2 separate regions of the Anser cygnoides genome follow, and region 2 is linked to region 1. Evidence: chromatin contacts called from public Hi-C data. All regions are on one chromosome and are shown on one strand. Each heading gives the region's core, a stretch centred on a gene start, on an enhancer-like site or on the middle of the called end of the contact. The rest is flanking DNA. Distances are from core to core; before and after follow the strand shown.

Evidence for each region. A called contact is a pair of places that touch in the nucleus more often than the background predicts.
Region 2: a contact with region 1 is called in a Hi-C map of fetal liver, with 2.0 times the contacts expected there. The contact joins the enhancer-like site here to the promoter of NUDT4 in region 1. A contact is called at or near these places in 2 of 7 Hi-C or Micro-C datasets (fetal liver and liver).

What each region holds. Positions count from the first base shown.
Region 1 is chr1:49,021,503-49,026,117 of Taihu_goose_T2T_genome, forward strand. NUDT4 (nudix hydrolase 4) reads right to left here and starts at 1,361. Exons shown (of 6, transcript XM_066995090.1): 1 at 937-1,361.
Region 2 is chr1:49,065,988-49,070,951 of Taihu_goose_T2T_genome, forward strand. The region is part of intron 3 of LOC125182457 (a long non-coding RNA gene); the gene reads left to right. Among named protein-coding and RNA genes, the nearest start is that of NUDT4, 46 kb to the left of the region's middle. Within about 2 kb of position 1,439, at least 1 of the 3 cell types and tissues checked has open chromatin away from gene starts, as enhancers often do. A contact at or near this core is called in fetal liver, where this site is marked.

The DNA.
Region 1 (4,615 bases), core at 111-2,610:
GGTGACCCCAGCCATGCATTTCTGACTGCAACTGCTGCGAGGAAGCCGTAAGAGCTGCCTGGTGCTACACAAAACGGGTGTCTGAACTCCATCCAGAAGAAGCCTGAGCTGGGGTGGCATCCAGGGATTGAACACATACAAAGGGAGAGGTGTACTGAATGGTCAGAAGTGCTGCTGAAACCGAGGGAAAACCAGACCGACTGCAAGAGCTAGGAGGACTTCTGCCGGGCATCTTCCTCCTTATAAAGGAAGGGAAATGCTGTTATTTAGCAGAAGCCGAGCAGGGCGATCCCGGGGCTGTGTTTATACTCCACACGGTAACACAGAGCAGAACACCCTTCCATTTCTCCCCAAACCCACCGGCAGGTCGGTGCCTCACGACGAGGCCTCTCCCTGCTGCATTACACCCCATCGGATGCTTACGAACACGCGAGAAATTCGCCACGCTCAGAGCCCGGAGAGCGCCCTGGCTTCTCCCAGCCGGCAGGCGAAGAGGAAAAAACCCAACCCACAGCCGCCGCGGGTTCCCACACCTATCCGAAACCCCCCAAAAAGGCACAAAAAGCAGCGAGGCGCACGCCGGCAGCCCGGAGCAGGTCCCCCAGCGCGTTGTGCAACGCGGCCGCCAGGCGAGCGCCCAGATAACGGCCGGTGCCCGTGACCTTGGCGAGGCACCGGGGGCAGCTCCGCCGGTCCGCGGGGGGCTCAAACCCACCCCGGTCACCACACGGGGCCCGGGCCGGTTCCCCCCCCCCACCCCCCCGCCATTACACGCCTCCGGCGGGGCCGCGCACAAAGGAGGCGCCGCCGCCGCCCCGCGCACGTGTGCCCGCGCCCCAAAATGGTGGGCGGCGGCCCCCGGTCCCCGTCCCTCGTCCCCCGGTCCCCGCGGGCCGGACAAAGCCCCCCCCCCCCCCCCCCCACGTGCGGGCTCACCTCGTCCTCCCGCTCGCTGCGGAAGCAGAGGCACGCCGCCCGCTTCTTGTAGCCCTCCCGGTCGTACGTCCGCGTCTGGTTCGGCTTAAATTTCATCATAGAGCCGCTCAGGCGCCGGCAGCCCCCGGCCGCCGCCACGGCTCACTCCGACCGAGCGCCGCCGCCGCGCCCCCCGGTTCCCCCGCTGGGCACTGGGGCGGGAGGGAGGGAGCGAACGGAGGAGGGAGAGAAGGGAAGGGCCGGGCCCAGCGCCTGTCACAGCCGCGCCGCGCCGCTGCGACCGCCCCCGGAGCCGCGCCGCGCCATGGAGCCCCCCGAGCAGCCGCCGCCGCCCCGCCCGGCCGCGATCGCCGCGGCGGCCGGCCCAGCGCCCACTATTTAACCCGAACGCGCATTCCTGCGCCCGCCGCGCCGCCGCGCTCCGCGCAGGCGCCGGGCGGGGCGGGGGGACCGGGGGCGGGCGGCGGCGGCGGCGGCGGGTGGGGCCCCGGCGCTGGGGGGGTGCCGGTGAAGGGCCGGCGGTGGGCGGGATTTGTGCTGGTGTGAGGGCCGGGTGAGGCGGGCAGCGGGGCGGACCGGGCTGCCGGCAGGCTGCGGAGGCTCCGCTGCCGTGGGGGTTAGTTCCTGCTGGTCGTGGAGCCCCGCAACGCCCAGCCCAGAGCACAACGGGGAGCGCTCCTCGCCTCAGCGCCTCAGCGCCTCAGCGCAGGCTGGGGTGGCAGGTGGCCAGCAGAGCCCCTACTGCCCGAGCGTGAGAGGTAGCCTGCGCTTGGGCACTTCTGCTGCCAGAAATCCCCCATCCACAGCGTTGCATAAGCATTCTCCTTAATCCGAATCCTGTTTGATGTTAACAGTATACAAAAAAAGACCTTACGCTTTTAAGAGAGGACCAAAAAAGACTTCATGCTTTCAGAGTGGACCACTTGCTTTAAAAAGTCTATCCTCCCTGCACCGGAACACATATGCTTTTTCATCCTTTTATATATATATATATATATATATATAGATCCTGTTGATACGTTGATACATAACAGGTCAGACCCGTATATGCGTTTTGTGGCATGCCGTAAAAGGGCCGTGGTTCATCATCGCTGCCTATTCCGGTTATTAGAAAAATTTGGAGCTTTTGTTCTTCAGGGTGCAAGCCACGTGCAATGATTCTGTGCAGTACCACACTTGAAAACCATGGAAGATAAAAGTGGGAAAACACAATTTTATCGAATTTTTGTATTAAAGTTGTAAGCTGTAAGCTCAAATACACAAAGATTAAGAAACTCCAATTTTAGTTTACTTTTACCCGTTATTTTACTTCTACAAATGCGTTTTATTCTAGAAGGCACCTGGCAAATGGTCTGGCAGATTAGCTCTTTTCCTTCTCATTCAGTCAGATCCGGGTCTCATTTATTGCTATGTGTCGTCAGTCAGGCCTTAGGTTTAAGCAGTTATTTAATGTTTCTCTAACCAGAATATATACATATATATGTATGTATTTTTGCAACGGAAGGACAAATACCCTATCAGTATCTGAAATAGTAAGTTCAAAAGTTAAAGGGTTGAGGTCTGAAACATTTGAGAATGTTGAAGAAAAGATTAAAAAACCATGTTTTTGACACTTGTACTCATGAACTTGTCCATGATGCAGAAAACAGTCTGGTATGGTGTAATTAAACTCAAGGGCTACAAATTAATATCACACAGTCTCTGTACCAATATTTCTTAGATTTCGCCTTGCTGCCTACATCTGTACAACCAACATAAACGTGTCTTCAAGTAACGCATGTAGTTTAGAAGAAAGGAATCTTGTCTCTGGTCTGCATTTTATAAAAGACCCTTGTCATAGAACTCATTTACTTTGGGGTGTTCTTTGAGCTGCTGTTTCAGGGTTTACCTTTTACGACAAACATGTTTTAAGTCTTTGCTATGGTTCTCGAATTACCTTTTTTTGTTTGGGAGGTTTCACCTCCCAACGCAATTGGAGGAAGTTCAAAACCAGGATTTATACATAACGAGAGCAGTGTCCAAAGATCACATGAGCTTAGGCCAAATTTTCCACTTTTGTACAACTCACCCCTCCCACCCCCAAAAAACAAACAAAACATTTGACTGCCAAATCAGAACACAACATACAAATCCTCTCTCTGTTGTGAAACTCTGTGGTTCTTCGTCACGTATCACAGAGGTAAGAGCTGGAAGAGAGAGCTCTGCAAGGTGGTCCAGTCAATAAGAAATGTAGGCTGTCCATAGTTGCCTTTTCTCATCCGGGTATCATCAAACAATAACAGCTCCAATGATCTGTAAGGTTGCTGGGGCTCTCGTTGTTTTTCTAGAAGCCTTAACTTTTACCTACATGTAATGAGGCTTTTATTTTACATCAGAGGTTAGGGAAAAAAAAAACAAAAGCAAAACAACCCTTTGTGAATACAAAGAAAATAATGACAGATGAATCTAAGAAGCAAAGCAGTAGGTTGTTTTGGTTTTTAGACCTTGAGGGATTGTTTTGAGAGGTGCTTTTTTCTAGGAAAACAACAACAACAACAACAACAACTTGGTTTAGAAAGGTTGAGATTCATTGGGTTAGGAATTAAATGCCTGAAACTGTACCTTTTTCTTTGGTCTTGTGATTCTTCAATGGACCTTGGTTTTGGAATCTTCAAAGGCCTGAATCTTCAAGTTTTTGTATATATTTTTTAAAATTATTCAATCCTCTTGTAAGTTTTAAATTATGTGGTCTATCTAGATACAGCAGTCAGCAACAGCAGTTTGTGGAAACAGTTAAATCATCAGTAAATAATTAACATTTACGATGCTATCACATTCATATTAGCAGTAGTTCTGTAATGATGCATTGCCTCATGTTTAGTTTATGCAGTCTATGAATACTAGGTATCAAGTTATGATTGTATAGGATATTACCTAAAGGAACTGCTACAGTGGTGTACCAAAGGTCAGTTTTGTTCAGAGGTGGCTCTTTTATGTGAAGAGTGCCCCTGGAATTTCCACAATAGCAATGGTAATTGTGAAATAACTGATGATACCTTGAGTACAAGTGTGAACCAAAGCTGAGAAAACCATGCAAGATGCAGAGACGCTGTTAAAGGAAGTTCAAAAGCCTCTACGTTCAGACAAAAATAACTCTCCACCTCACTGTAGTTACACTTTAAGTCTGCTTAAATGCAAGGGAATGATTTTCTTTTCCTTGAGAAGAAAGAAACAGGTTTAAAAATTTACAGAGTAATTAGATTTTCCAGTTGCCTTGACCTACATTTATTGCCCAGATTAGAAACGGCAGCGTTCAATAACTATGTTCAGGCAAGTTTTACGTAACTTTTTTTTCCACTCTTGGTTTATTATGGTTAATAAAAATGAAATATTTGATGGAACTTTCAGTTCTCTACTTAACATTTAGTTAGGAGAGAAACATATACTTATTTTTTTTTTCTCATGTCTGCAAATAGCACATCAAATCAATTACGAAGGAAACTCGTGCCTTTAGTTATCGTTTTGGACGATCATTTGTTCTGTCAGGGTTATAACATTTCTTTGGTATACAGCAGTTAAGCCAGCACAAAAATCCAAAAGTTCAGGAGCGAACAGTGTATTTAGAGTGCATCCCTCCAGTGCTGCATTGTGTGGCTTTTTGGAACAGTAAATCCTCATTCAGCTGCATTGTAGCCCAGTG
Region 2 (4,964 bases), core at 189-2,688, 45 kb after region 1:
CTGGCTGCATGTAATGTTGGTGGCCAGGGGAGGAGCAGCAAAAAGCCTGTCAGTAAACAAACTTTATTAATAGAAATCTTATCACAAATGTCATGTGTTAATTTCCAAGGCTTAATTAGAACTTTTTATAGTTCAAACAGTATCAAATTTTGAGGAGCAATAACAACTAATAATGCCGTTTAGTTGTCATTTCCAACTATTTAATACAAGTTTCTGAAACAAAATGATTTCCATGGTTGCTGCACAAACTGACTTTGGTTCATGAATGTCAAGTACAACCACCTGCACTATGTAGAAGTATTTCCACGTGTTGTGATGATCTCAGATTTATAGGTCTCTTCTAAATGTGCAGCACTCCCAGCAATGTCATTGGCAGTTCCACACATAGAGGACAAGGATGGACTGGTTGGGCAGTGGACTAAAGTGAGAGACCTGCTGCAGGTTTCCTTCATTGATTCTGAGTTGGTCATTTAACCACTGAACCTTCACTGACTTGTGTCAAAGTGGATTGTGTCCCTGACTTTAGTGGAGTAGGAAGTGTCCGTGTTTGTGCCTATGCTGTGCATGAGTAGGCTGTGCTACTGAGAAACCTAAAGCAGGTTTGATCCATCACCCATTTCTCTGAAGCCACTGGATACCCCTTTGCTAAGTGTGTGTGGGTCTCTTAGGCTGCCTAAAAATCCCATTATCTGCTTTTGCAATGGATGATATATGAACTCACCTAGGAAGTGCTTAGCAGCTATACTGCAAGAAGGGTAGATAGGATAAATGTTGGTGGCCAGCTAAATGCAGCATGGTCACCGTGCCCATATGGTCTGTATACGTGTACATTTGGACCCATGCTAAGGGGAGATTAGATCCAAGATTTCTTTCCCAGTCTTCCCTGTATCTACCTCAGGTATGTAAGTGAATTTGAAAGTTAAACTAAGGCACACTTTTGAACTCGAAATGTTGTGTAGGTGTAATGTCTGTTCTTGAATTCCCCATCATTAAAAATGGATGAAATAGGACATGGCTGCTATTTCTCTCTTTATGATATTACCACCTGTGTATTAAAATGAAAGGCTGAAATAGTTGAGTACTACAGTGACTGGGGTCATAAAGTATCATACACGATTGCGTTGTAGTTTTGCTTCTTGTTTCTATAGAAACATTCAGCCAAGAATCTCAAGGCTCTTCACAAGTATTCATGAATTAAACCTGTGAGGTAAGAGATGGTGATTATTCTTGTTTACAAATAAGGAAATGCAGAGGTTAAACTACTCGATCAAGGTCACACAACAAATCTGTATCCATGCCAGGAATAAAAAACAACTCTGTAGTCTGTGCTTTAGTCACCAGACTGATATTCTCTATTGGAAGGGCTGCACAGAGCTGAGAGGAAAGCCTTGTACAAAGTCTGCTGATTTGGTCATTTAAAATGTACATTCCAGCTCAGATTGCCTCACTGAAGTGACCTTATATTTTTATCTCTTTGTCCGTCTAAACTTTGCCCTTGTGAAAACATCATTATATCCAGTCAAAGCAGGAGTAGCATGATTTTGACAAGACTTTCGCAAATCTCTGACAAAGCAAAACTGAAGCCTATGCTAAAAAAGTATGACAATCTTTGCATGTATGGTGGCTAATCCTTCAATGGCAATTAGATAAACAGACCCAGAACATTCCTGGTTCATTTCAATGGCTACATAAACCAAACAAAGCAAACATATTTATGGGAAGAATAATTAGGTATTTTCTCTGGAGTTACCACAGAGATATTGCATTGTATGATAAATATGTGGGGACTGTTGAGAGACAAGTAAAATAAATAAACAAATAAATAAATGCCCACTCTTCTGTGTTTCTTTTTAAACCATGTGAAGGGAAAACCTGTAGAATCATAAACTTTTTTGGTATCCACTCTCTGCTCTTCCTTTTGTGCTTCATGCTTACCAGCACCAGAATATTGTAAATGGGGTATTAGAGGAGAAAAAGACACACCTCTTCAACTCCATCATCTCATTGGCTGCTGTTTGTAGAATGAATGGGTAGAAAGTATGTTCTGTTAGAGCAAATATGCTCTAAGGGGATTCTCTTTTCTTGTCTGGGATGAATAGTATAAAATGATTTCTTGCTTCCTGACCTGTTAGGAATATAGATGTCTGACCTAAGGTATGCTTCTTTTCTTTCTTCTAGATACTACAACTTACACTTATTACATGGCTATTGGTCTGAATTTTGGCTATATTCTTGTGCTCATGCTCTTTGTTGTCTGTCTGGCTGCAACTGAGAATTTTACGCTGCTTGGAGGACAGGTTTGCTGCTGCTTTCTCGAGATTATTGGTTGTATTATAATTTTGCTGAAGAACACATCGGATGGGCGAATGGCAGTAATTTGGTGAGGAAAAGTCTTGGGAGAGCTGAGGATCATGTTTAGCAAATCTGATTTTAAAAGTTCACAGAGGTGCTTAACAGAAATGAGGCTTATTGGATCAGACTTATTGCAGGGACGAAGCAGGGATGGAATAAGGACACAAATGGGGAGGATCAGCAGTGCCACCCTGAAAGATAAGCACTGCTGGAACCACAGTCATATATATCACAGTTTGAATGAAATTTTCACGGCTTTTGAGAAGTCCCACTTAAATGAGCATTAAAATCCATAAAGACTGAAAGGATAAAGTGTCAGTGTCACATAAGGTCTGATAATCAATCTGCATTTTCATCACAGTGTCGAGTGACAGCTGCACCTCAGCTGCCACTGTTCCCTCTGAGCTGGGCTGTCAGAGATGGTGATGACTGCAGATCTTGCTCAGTGTCAGTTTGCAGTGTTACTTCCCAAAATGTTTGGTTGATTTCTCAAGCTTTTTACTAGCTTTTATATGAAAATTTTATAGCAGTCAGACTTGCTTGTGAATTTGCATATAGCTAATCCAGTCAGTATTACCACTCCTCAGCTTGCATTAAAAAGAAACACTTGAAAGTACAATATCTCTCAATACAATATCTCACTTTAGTAGGTACAGGGCCACATTTGTCATCTGACTTAGATTAGTTGAGGATACAGGTATATTTTTTGCAGGTCAGAGAAAATTTAATGGGAGAAATGTAGCAATAGTACCTAAATGAAGCTTTGACTCTCTACTTGCCGGTCTCTGGCTCAGATCATTAGTTCATCCTTTTCTAAAACTACAGATCTTTACAGTCTATAAATACTTAAGTGGGAGTACCTCAAAGAAGTAAAATTACATTTTTTGTATTAAAATAATCCAGTGATCTTTAAATGTATTTTTTGAAAATTTAATTTTTTTTTTTTTTTTTTAGAGAAGATAGCTACATCTGTTGTATATAGTTTAGCTTTGCTTCCACAGATTAGAGATGAAACAACCCACTGTAATGAGATTTATCGGGAGGCCTACCATTAGGTCTTTCGCCTTCTGTCCTGCTGCTTATAAAGGAAGAAAATTGTAGTTGCTGTGTTGTCTGCATGTTGCATCTCCAGGGGAAGATGGGCAGTTCTGGAAGTGCCAATCACTTGATAAGTGGAATCACCAAAGTGATTGGTTTCACTCCCTGTGAAATGCAAGTGCTCTGTGTTCCCTAAACTAACCTGAAGTTTCTCCTAACATTGGGCAAGGTTTAAGGGTGGGGTAAAATGAATCACATAAACTCTTAGTTGCATATGGAAACAGACGAATACCTGACAAAGGCAGGACTCTAATAGTTGACTACAAGCCATTGTCAAGTTATGATCTTCTATGTCTAGCCAGCCCACAGAGTTGTGAAGTCTGCTGGAGAGAGAGGTTCCACAGATTATATAGCTGGGGTACTGGTGGCTTGTCTTTGAGGCGTTCTTCTAAATGTCATTTGAGTGGCCACCCAAACTCATCTATACGTTGGCAGAAGCTTCCCCTTTTGAACTCTAATTACTCACAGAAGATCCTAGTCAGGGTAAATGCACCTCTATTATTTTTCTGCAGCCTTTCCACAGCCTTTTCTGCAGCCTTTGTGATGCTCAACCAAATGAAGGAATTAAACTTATCTTGCTACTTATGAAATAGAATCTATCACAATATAACTTTCTCATGCTGTATTGTGTCGGTGTCTTTCCTCAGTTGACAAATGATAGTATGCAAGGAAATGGCTTCCAGTTGTCAATGGGGAGGTTTAGATTGGGCATTAGGAATAATTTTTTCACAGAGAGGGTGATCAAACATTGGAATGGGCTGCTCAGGGAAGTGGTGGAGTTCTCGTCCCTGGAGGTATTGAAGAGACATGTGGACATACCACTAAGGGATACAGTTTGGTGATGGAACTCGGTAGGTCTGGTTGATGGTTGGACTTGGTGATCCTGAAGGTCTTTTCCAGCCTAGATGATAGCTGAAAGTGCTTTTCTGAAATGCATCCATGAAGCTAAAGGTCTCTCAAACAAGTATAGGAGACAATTTGTTGATAAATTGGGTCCTTTCTTCCTGTTCAGATTTGTGTTTTTCTGGAATGATTCGTGAGATAAACTCTGAATTATCATAGCAACTTTAGTGCAAAACTTTTATACTATATCTGTAGAGAGTTGTTGTGAAACTTTATTAGCAATAATAAGGAACACAAGCTTGTCTCATCTTTATGTAGGGACTAAACCTTGTAAGTAAGAAGACAAACTTGAGAACAGTGGTGATTTTGGAATATACCACACAGTCCCAGCTGCCTATTATTTGTATTGATATTTTTTCTTTTCTGGTAGAGCAGAGTTCAGTAGATTAATAGAACCTTTCTATTAGATGAATGCACCAGATTCCCATCTTTCTCATGTCTGGTAACACCTCCACACATAGTCTTATTTAAATGAACCTGATAGACTTGCCAGAAGCAAAATACTGTCAGGCAACATGTGGCCTTTAGAGAGAAACTAACTGAAGAAATTCTACAGTCAGGAGGTCGCTCACTCAGTTGTTGACACAACTGTTTGGGGACTGTGAACTGGA